Linked DNA regions of Sus scrofa: regions 1 and 2 are each linked to region 3. The links are chromatin contacts, called in public HiChIP or PLAC-seq maps. All regions are on one chromosome and are shown on one strand. Each heading gives the region's core, a stretch centred on a gene start, on an enhancer-like site or on the middle of the called end of the contact. The rest is flanking DNA. Distances are from core to core; before and after follow the strand shown. Region 1 overlaps TANC2 (protein TANC2). Region 2 overlaps TANC2 (protein TANC2). Region 3 overlaps TANC2 (protein TANC2).

Region 1 (2,700 bases), core at 40-2,539, 300 kb after region 3:
TGTGAGTAGAGCAACCTTCTCAGCTGTCTCTAGACTTTCCAAAAGCAGCAATCTCCATGTTTGGTAAAATCAACACTAATACCCTTTCCTTGCTCAACCGTAAGAACCTGCAGCTGTGAGACATGTATTCACTGTAGCCATCCGTGTATCCAGTTGGTTATACCATCCACATTTTACTTGTAAGTATCCGCTTATTTACATCACCGCAGACCACACCCTGGGCTCTCATGTGGGCTACTCTAGTGTCTTCATTGGTCCTCCTCTTCAGTCCATTCTCCATCAGCAGCCCAAGCAATTTCTGAAAAACACAAATCAGACCATGCAACCTCTCCTGAGAATCCTTCAGTGGCTTCTTGTGACTAGAATAAAATTGAAGCTGGATTCTTCAAAGCCCTTTGTTATAAGCTAGCTCTGCCTACTTATTCACCATTTTCTAGTCATAATTGGTTATCTGCAAGTTCCTAGAACTCGCTGAGCTCTTTTCCACCCCTGGCCCTTTGCACGTTAACAGTTGCCTCCATCTGGAGCTCACTTTCCCTCTGTCATCACTTGGGAGGATCTCTCTCCTTCAGATCTCTACTTAACGGCCACCTCCTTGTTCCACTTGTCAGCTAATCTAAGGAAGTCCTTCCGGGTTTTGTTATCCTGCTTACTCTCTGACACTTCTCACAGTCTTGTATTAATTTGTTGTCTGTGAATACTTATGTGTTGTCCACGTTACCCTCTAGAATGTGAGTGAATTCAGTGAGGACAGGAGCCTTCCTGTCACACTCATCATGGTCTTCCTCATCATTAATGAAGTGCATGGCACACAGCAAACACTCAGTACAAAAAAATAAGCAAGCAGTGAGTGAACAAAGAAATGGTCAGCGGCATTAATTTTTAAGCTTAAAACTGAAAGTATTTGAGAAACTCTTCTCACAGTTCAGTAGAGAGTATCTTCTGCTTCTTTGGTTACCACGCATCAGGATCAAGTGAAGACATGCATTTATGCACACATTCGGTGAACATGTATTAAGTAATATGTTCGAAGCTCTGTGTTAAACACTGCAGGGGATGGGTCTGTCTGCAGGACTTACAGGTTAGTGGATTTAACAGGCACATTTATAACTAGCTATCATCTAAGGCAGAGGGCTGTGCTGGAGATACCAACAAAGAACTGAGGAACTCGGAGGAGGAAGTGACAAATCTTCCTTTGCCTATTGTTGTTGTTTCAAACTGTGACAGTTCAATAGAGTCATAGCTCTTCTGCCTCATGAAGCCCTGCCAGATGCCTAGAGACTTCATTGGCAGAGAAGTGTCCATTCTCCTAGGGCCCGTGATGCATTAACACAACAGGAGGACAGTAGGAAACTGTGAGGCAGAGTGGGAGAAAGCAAATTTCTCTCCAAGTTCTGTGTTTAAAAAGAGACTGTGCTGTTGCATCCATTTCTACAAAAATACATCTCGGGCACACTTAGAGTCTCCTGCTTATCATCAGCTCTTTCATTTCCACATTGAATATGAAACAGGAAGACAAGCTGACTAGAAATGTATTTTGTATTCAGGTTCCATGAGAAAGCCACAAAAAGAACATGCCAAAGCAGTTACTAACTGATAAGCAGAAGCTGGAGGAAGGAATTTTTGTAAAGATGTGGGTGTCGTTTGCAACAAGCAGAGTGTAAGGCAGCAACCACCAAAGTTTAACTGCAGGCAGAATTTTTGAGATGAGAGGTGGAAAATATCAGGCTTGTCAATCTGTTCCCAATATTTGAGTCATCGTCCCACTCATTTCACAGTTGATCAGTGACAACAGAGATGCCTGCACATTCAGCACTGAATCAGGTAGCGCATTAGAAGTCCTGTGGATCTGGAAGTCCTGTGTTGCTCTTCCTTGAACCCATCTGCCTGGTATTTCTTCATTCATGGAACATTTACTGAACTTTTACTCTACACCAAGGATTATGCCACATACTGGAGAAACTTAGGTGAATAATACACCCCTGGCCCTAAAGCCATTTCCTCCTAAAGAGACATCCGACACAACCAATGACCGTGCCACAGCACAAAGTACCAAGGGAACCTAGACAAAAAGAATATGCTTTGCAGAATAAGTGACATTCAGGTTCAGCCTTGAGAGGTGAGTTGACTCCATTAAGCAGTGTCGGAGCAGGAGAGCACTGTGGGCAGGCTAGAAAATGTAATGGCAAGAGCAAAGGCAGGAATGACGACAAGAAGTGCCCTGGGGGAATTGTGAGAAACTCTCATTAGAAAAGGAGACACATGACCAGAGAGAGTGATGGGAAGGGTCCCTAGGAAAAAAGGCCTCGAATACCGTGTTTAAGACTTTACGGTTTGTTCTGTGGATAGCAGGAATTGCCTTTAATTTTGTGAGGAGGAGGAGACTGATAACTAATGAGCTAATAACTCTGATAATGTCCAAAATAGCTCTCACAAGCAGTCTATGGAAGATGAAGAAGTGGAGAGACTGCCTGTAGGGATAGTAATGATGAGGTTTAGAGCAATAGTCTAGGTGAAGGATACGAAGACCTGTCATGTGAGAGCAGAGAGTAAGGTAGACATTTGGAGATATTCGGAAGCACATGGTCTTTTTTGGTGAAGGGAAGGTGCATGTGGAGGGATCAAAAATGACTTCAGGGAGTTCCCGTCGTGGCACAATGGTTGACGAATCCGACTAGGAACCATGAGGTTGCGGGTTCG
Region 2 (2,791 bases), core at 177-2,676, 260 kb after region 3:
CACAAAATAAAATACCAGATGGAGGAGAATGGGCTGGGGAGAGGGAGTAAGCCGCAGGCAGGATAAGGTGACAGTCACTTAACTGCACACATTTCTTCTGTCTTTTTTCACAACCATTCCCCACACCCACCCTCCTACAATTTATTCATAACTCTGTCCAGTGTCCAGGAAATTTATTATGCCAGTTGGGTGGAAGAAGTCTCAATTCAGTCCTACCAGTAGGGAGTTAAATGAGAGCAGTTTCCCCTCTTCCTCCTCCTCTTCCATAGCCATTGACCATCAAATAACAGTCTACTTATTTCATGCCTGTTTTTAAAATATCTGTATTCATAGTCGTGGTCTATAATTTCTAGCAGTAGTTATTATCTGAATAACATAAACAAGTAGAATTTTTAAAAACACCTTTATTAAGCTGCAATTCACATACCGTGTAATTCACCCATTTAAATCATTCAATTCAGTGCTTTTTAGTATATTCACTGAGGGGTGCAGCAGTCACTATAATCTTAGAACATTTTCATTCCCCCTAGAAGAAATCCCATGCCCACTGGCAATTAATCTCCATTTCCCCCCTAGGTCCCTAACTCCACCCCTCGGTAACCACTAATTTGCTTTTTGTTCCTATGGGTTTCCCTCTTCGGGGCATTTCACCTAAATAGACTCATATCCTGTATGGTCTTTTGTAAGACCGTTTCTCTGAGTGAGTGTAATATTTCAAGAGTTGTCCGTGTTGTAGCATATATCAGTATCTCATATCTTTTTAATGTCGGGTCATGTTCCATCGTGTGGCTATACCGTATTTTATCCATGCATCAGTGGATGGACATTTGAGTTGTTTCCACTTTGGGGCAATTATGACCCTGGATTCTTTGAACATTTGTGTACAAGTTTTTACATGGGCATATGTTTTTAATTCTCTTGGGTACATACCTAGGAGTAGAATTGCTGGATCAAAGAAGAAATGAAATTTAACCCATCTTACTTTAGTTCGGAGTTTTATGATTATCTGATGCAAACATCTCATCTTTTTAATCCAGATGTGGATGCCAACAGAGAGCTGCCACTCACACAGCCACCGTCAGCCCACTCCTCCATCACCAGTGGAAGCTGCCCAGGAACTCCAGAAATGCGCCGGCGACAGGAGGAGGCCATGCGGAGACTCGCCTCGCAGGTACACTAGGATCGCGCGCTTGCAGGCATGCTGGTTCCTTTTTATCATCAAGGGGGCACAGGTAGGGAGACCCCTGGCCACATGAACAAAAGAACATACAGGTACACCGTGAGAACGTGGAGAAAGGGTTTCTTTCCTTGCTGTTCCTAGAAAAATACTTTACTGTTACGGAATCAGGGCCTTTGAAATAACCAGAGTCCCATGATAGATAAGGAAGTTAAAATGCAAACTCTGTGATTTACCCAAGATCATAGTAGGTAAGTAATCAGTGGTTTTTTTATTTTCATTCCTCACTTGAAACTCTTCCTGTTACACTACACTATCCATGAATGTTCATGGAGCTGGGTTTTACAGTTCTGTTTTCATCAAAGGAGCTTCTACACATGGTTTAGGAAATCACATGATGTTCAGACTTAACAATAAAAACCAGACATTCTCTTCCCCTCGTCAACCTACCCTCTCCCCAAGGCAGTCACCTTCTACATTGAGAGATGTTTCTCTGTTCTTTACCTCCTTGTTTCTAAATAATATTCATGTACTGCTCTAAATTTTAATCTGTTTCATATATGTTTGTTATTTATTACGGTGGATGAGAATTTTAACTCTTTCACCTTCCTTCCTCCCACTACCATCACAGTACAGTTACATCATAATTTTTGTATGAATCTGTGGTATAGTATTTGCAGTATTTGTATTGCACAAATATGGTTCACTGTGGAACCAAGGATAACATTTTCTTTTTGAGCAATTTTGCTTTTCCTGAGTAATGAAGCGCCTCATTTTAAAATTTGCTTTTATTCCTTCAAAACTCTAATGCTTTGTACAGTGCCTCTCAGTACAGTTTTCCTCATCAGTTACATCCTCCTGGGCCAGGAGACATTTATCCTAGAGCTTCATTGAGCTTTACCTGGACCTAGAATGCTCTCAAGGCTTAACACCTCGTTGTTAATCCTGGAAATTCCTGTTACTTTTTGATCCCATGTCATCTTCTTTCTTGATTCCTTATTTTGATGGAGCACATTTTCTAGTGGCTTGCATCGGAGGTAAGTTTTTTGAGACTTAATGTTCCTAAAAGCATCTTTATTCCATTCTTACACATTACTGTTTGTTTGACATAATATAGTTCAAAGTTAAAAGTTATTTTCCCTCAGAATTTTGAAGACATCCATCTTGAACTTCCAATGTTGCTGTTAAATAATACAGTACTATTCTTATTCCTAACTCTTATATATATATATGTGTGTGTGTGTATATATATATATGTGTGTGTGTGTGTGTATATATATATATGTGTGTATATATATATATGTGTGTGTGTGTGTGTATATATATATATATATATATATATATATATATATACACACACTTTTTTTCTCTCTTCAGAAGTTTTTGGAATCTTCTTTTTATCACCATTGTTCTTGTGTAAATTTTTTTTCTTATTCTGTTGAGTTACATTGATATCTGTTGAGCTGGAGTTTGCTGGGTTTTTTTTTTTTTTTTTTTTTTCGGTCTTTTTGCCTTTTCTAGGGCTGCACTCGTGGCATATGGAGGTTCCCAGGCTAGGGGTCTAATTGGAGCTGTAGCCACCAGCCTACACCAGAGCAACACGGGATCCAAGCC
Region 3 (2,741 bases), core at 112-2,611:
TTTTTCTTTATTTGCTCTGGTCTGAGTCTCTCATATATGTATTTTGTATTAAAAGGAGTCATTGTTATATGAAAAAACCCTTGATTTTTGTGTATTAGTTTATTATATAGACACATCATGTTCAAGGTATATGAGTTAGATTTGTTATGTTGGGAAAGTTGGGGGATTTCTATGCAGTATATTAATACATTAAATCATTCCCTTAAATATTTATTGACTACCTACAATGTATTATATGTTTATTGACTTCCTGATAATGCCACCTTTACTCCTCCAGTCTTTCAGGTGAGGATAGGCATTTCATCTTCTTCCTTAAATAAAAGCTAAATTTGTAATTCAGAATTCTGTGTCTTGGGAGTTCCTTGTGGCACAGCAGACTGAGGATCTGGTGGCGTCACTGCAGCGGCTTGGGTTGCTTCTGTGATGCAGGTTTGATCCCTGGCCCAGGAACTTCTGTATGCCGCAGGGGCAGTTCAAGACAAAAAAACCAAAACAAAACCCAAACAGTTTTGTGTTGTAGATATTCATTCTACCTTTGGGAAAAATATAGTTGAAAAAAATGTTTTAAAGTTTATTACTTTCCTAAAGTTTCACTGACCATTGTTGATAAATTTTACTCTTTAAATGGTAAGAGTATCGTGAAAACAGTGACTTGTAGATGTCTTTTTATAAATGTCAGCAAGTACTGCAGACCTAAAATTCACAAAGAAAGTATATAAGCAATGGAAAACTTTTGTGATTCCAAACACTTATCTTTGGTCCAGGTAGCCATGCTTATTTCCTTGTCTGTAATACCATTATCATACATAGTTATGTCAGATGACATATCTGATTAGAGATTGACAACAAAGAAATAGGCACCAGTTTTTTCTTGGCAGGGAAACTCCCTTGCCCCACCTGTGGGGACATCTGTAAGTAGATTAGCTAATAAATTTGGAAATGGGAGTGGGTATGTATAAACTGTGATTTAATCATTTAGGCAGGAGACACTGCCTCAGATCTCAGTAAATTCCCTCTGCTTAAGTGAAGGAAGTTTCTTCTTAGCCCTTTGTTCCTAATTTTGTGTTAAGGGGTCCCACAATTTCTAGCTCTGACTGCTGAAATTTGATAAGGCAAAGCTAAGTCGCTTGATGGGTATGGGTACTCTAGAATTCTGTTTCTGTTCAAATTCCATGGAATCCTGTAGAGCTCCTGAGGATTGTGTTAGGGTGAATGAAGGTAATTAGCTTTAGTACACATGTGGAATGAAGAGTTACTACATACTCAAATTTTGCTTCAGCCTCACAGAATCTTAGCTCTTCCTTTTTTAGGGATTTAAAGAGGAAGAGCAACTTCCTTTGGAAGTTGTTATTCAGACATTGCTGTATTGTAGGATGACAACACTGTTGCTTTGTTGTAAGAAGCTTTTGAAATTTTAGAGTCATGAGACTGTATAGGAGAACATGAGTTTGTGAGTTTTGTTTTTTCATTGAATTTGTGAGTTTTTGAATCATGAAAACAAGGTCAAATTATCACTCGGTAGCTATTGTATAACGTGCTAAAAACTCTCTTGCAGGGTTTTGATGATGATGAAATAATTTCAGTGAAAAATCCTTAGGACGATGTCTGGTACTTAATAAATGATAATTTTTATTAGGTTTTGGGAAGTGACCTGTTTTTTGATGTGATCCTTTCCACAATATTTTACTAGCATTATCAGTCCAGCTTTTTCTTGTTATTTTGTCTTCATCTTTTTTTGGCTGCCCTGAGGCATATGCAGTTACCTGACCCAGGGATCAGATTGAGCCACAGTGTCAACCTTCGCCTGGATCCTTAACCCACTTGTGCTGGGCTGGGGATCAATCTATGTCCCAGCGCTCCAGAAATGCTGCTGATCCTGTTGTGCCACAGTTGGAACCCCTCTTGCTCTCTTTGTCAACCTAGCAAGGTTTTTTGAAAAATCCGTGTTAATTTGGCTACTCATTAGTTTTATTTGTGTCTTGATAATTTCTTTTATGGAGGATATGAAGAGAGCTGAAAGTTCTTGAATAACTGTAAACTTAAAAATAAAAACTCTTAGAAGCAGGATGCTCTTGGGCAGACTCCTAGTATGCATTTCTTTTTGTACTAGTTGCCTTTGCACCACAAACTGGTGAAAAATTAATTTTAATCTCTTCCCTAAGATGGAAAACCACAGCACTTGTTGAGACCTTGAGCCCTTTGACAGTTTTTTCAATTTGATCATATAAATATTTTCTACTTTTACAAGCATTTCATATTTTTGTAAATAACTCAAACTTTATGTGATAACTTTATCTGTGCCCCCCCTCCCCGCCACTATGTGCCGTATTGTTTGCTTTTTAAATTGTCTTTTAAAAAAATTTGTATGTGATAGTCAGGGTGGTTGGTTTTCTTTTGTGATCTGCTTAATAAAAAGTACTTGCCTATTTACAGTGTAAAATAATATACTAGAAAAAGTGCCCCTCTAAGTATTCAAACTCTCATTTTTTCCCCCAAGGTTCAATTATTTCTGTAACATTTTGCCTGTTTCTGCTAATTTGTGTACATAATGTGCGAGTAATTATTCATTGAATATTTTTCTTTAAATGCACTTAGCTCACTTTATCTTAATTTTATCCTTGGTTGTAATATCCATAAATTAATAAGTTTGTGCTAGTTGTAAAACAAAAACTAGTTTAATCCTGAAGATATCTTGCTTAATGCCTTGGGAAAGATCACTTGTGTGCAAATTTGGTTCTAGA

Evidence for each region. HiChIP or PLAC-seq counts read pairs in DNA pulled down with a chosen protein or histone mark.
Region 1: a contact with region 3 is called in an H3K27ac HiChIP or PLAC-seq map of alveolar macrophages. The contact joins two enhancer-like sites. A contact is called at or near these places in 2 of 47 Hi-C or Micro-C datasets (embryonic fibroblasts and fetal heart ventricle) and 1 of 2 datasets of contacts at active chromatin or transcription factors (alveolar macrophages).
Region 2: an H3K27ac HiChIP or PLAC-seq map of alveolar macrophages shows a contact between it and region 3, with 2.2 times the contacts expected there. The contact joins two enhancer-like sites. A contact is called at or near these places in 2 of 47 Hi-C or Micro-C datasets (embryonic fibroblasts and epiblast stem cells) and 1 of 2 datasets of contacts at active chromatin or transcription factors (alveolar macrophages).

Annotation. Positions count from the first base shown.
Region 1 is chr12:15,506,855-15,509,554 of Sscrofa11.1, reverse strand. All of the region lies in intron 13 of TANC2 (protein TANC2), which reads left to right. Among named protein-coding and RNA genes, the nearest start is that of CYB561, 65 kb to the right of the region's middle. Within about 2 kb of position 1,289, at least 8 of the 83 cell types and tissues checked have an H3K27ac peak or open chromatin away from gene starts, as enhancers often do. A contact at or near this core is called in alveolar macrophages, where this site is marked.
Region 2 is chr12:15,543,391-15,546,181 of Sscrofa11.1, reverse strand. TANC2 (protein TANC2) reads left to right here. Exons shown (of 27, transcript XM_021068126.1): 10 at 1,038-1,171. Among named protein-coding and RNA genes, the nearest start is that of CYB561, 100 kb to the right of the region's middle. Within about 2 kb of position 1,426, at least 1 of the 83 cell types and tissues checked has an H3K27ac peak or open chromatin away from gene starts, as enhancers often do. A contact at or near this core is called in alveolar macrophages, where this site is marked.
Region 3 is chr12:15,805,056-15,807,796 of Sscrofa11.1, reverse strand. All of the region lies in intron 1 of TANC2 (protein TANC2), which reads left to right. Among named protein-coding and RNA genes, the nearest start is that of TANC2, 7.4 kb to the left of the region's middle. Within about 2 kb of position 1,361, at least 6 of the 83 cell types and tissues checked have an H3K27ac peak or open chromatin away from gene starts, as enhancers often do. A contact at or near this core is called in alveolar macrophages, where this site is marked.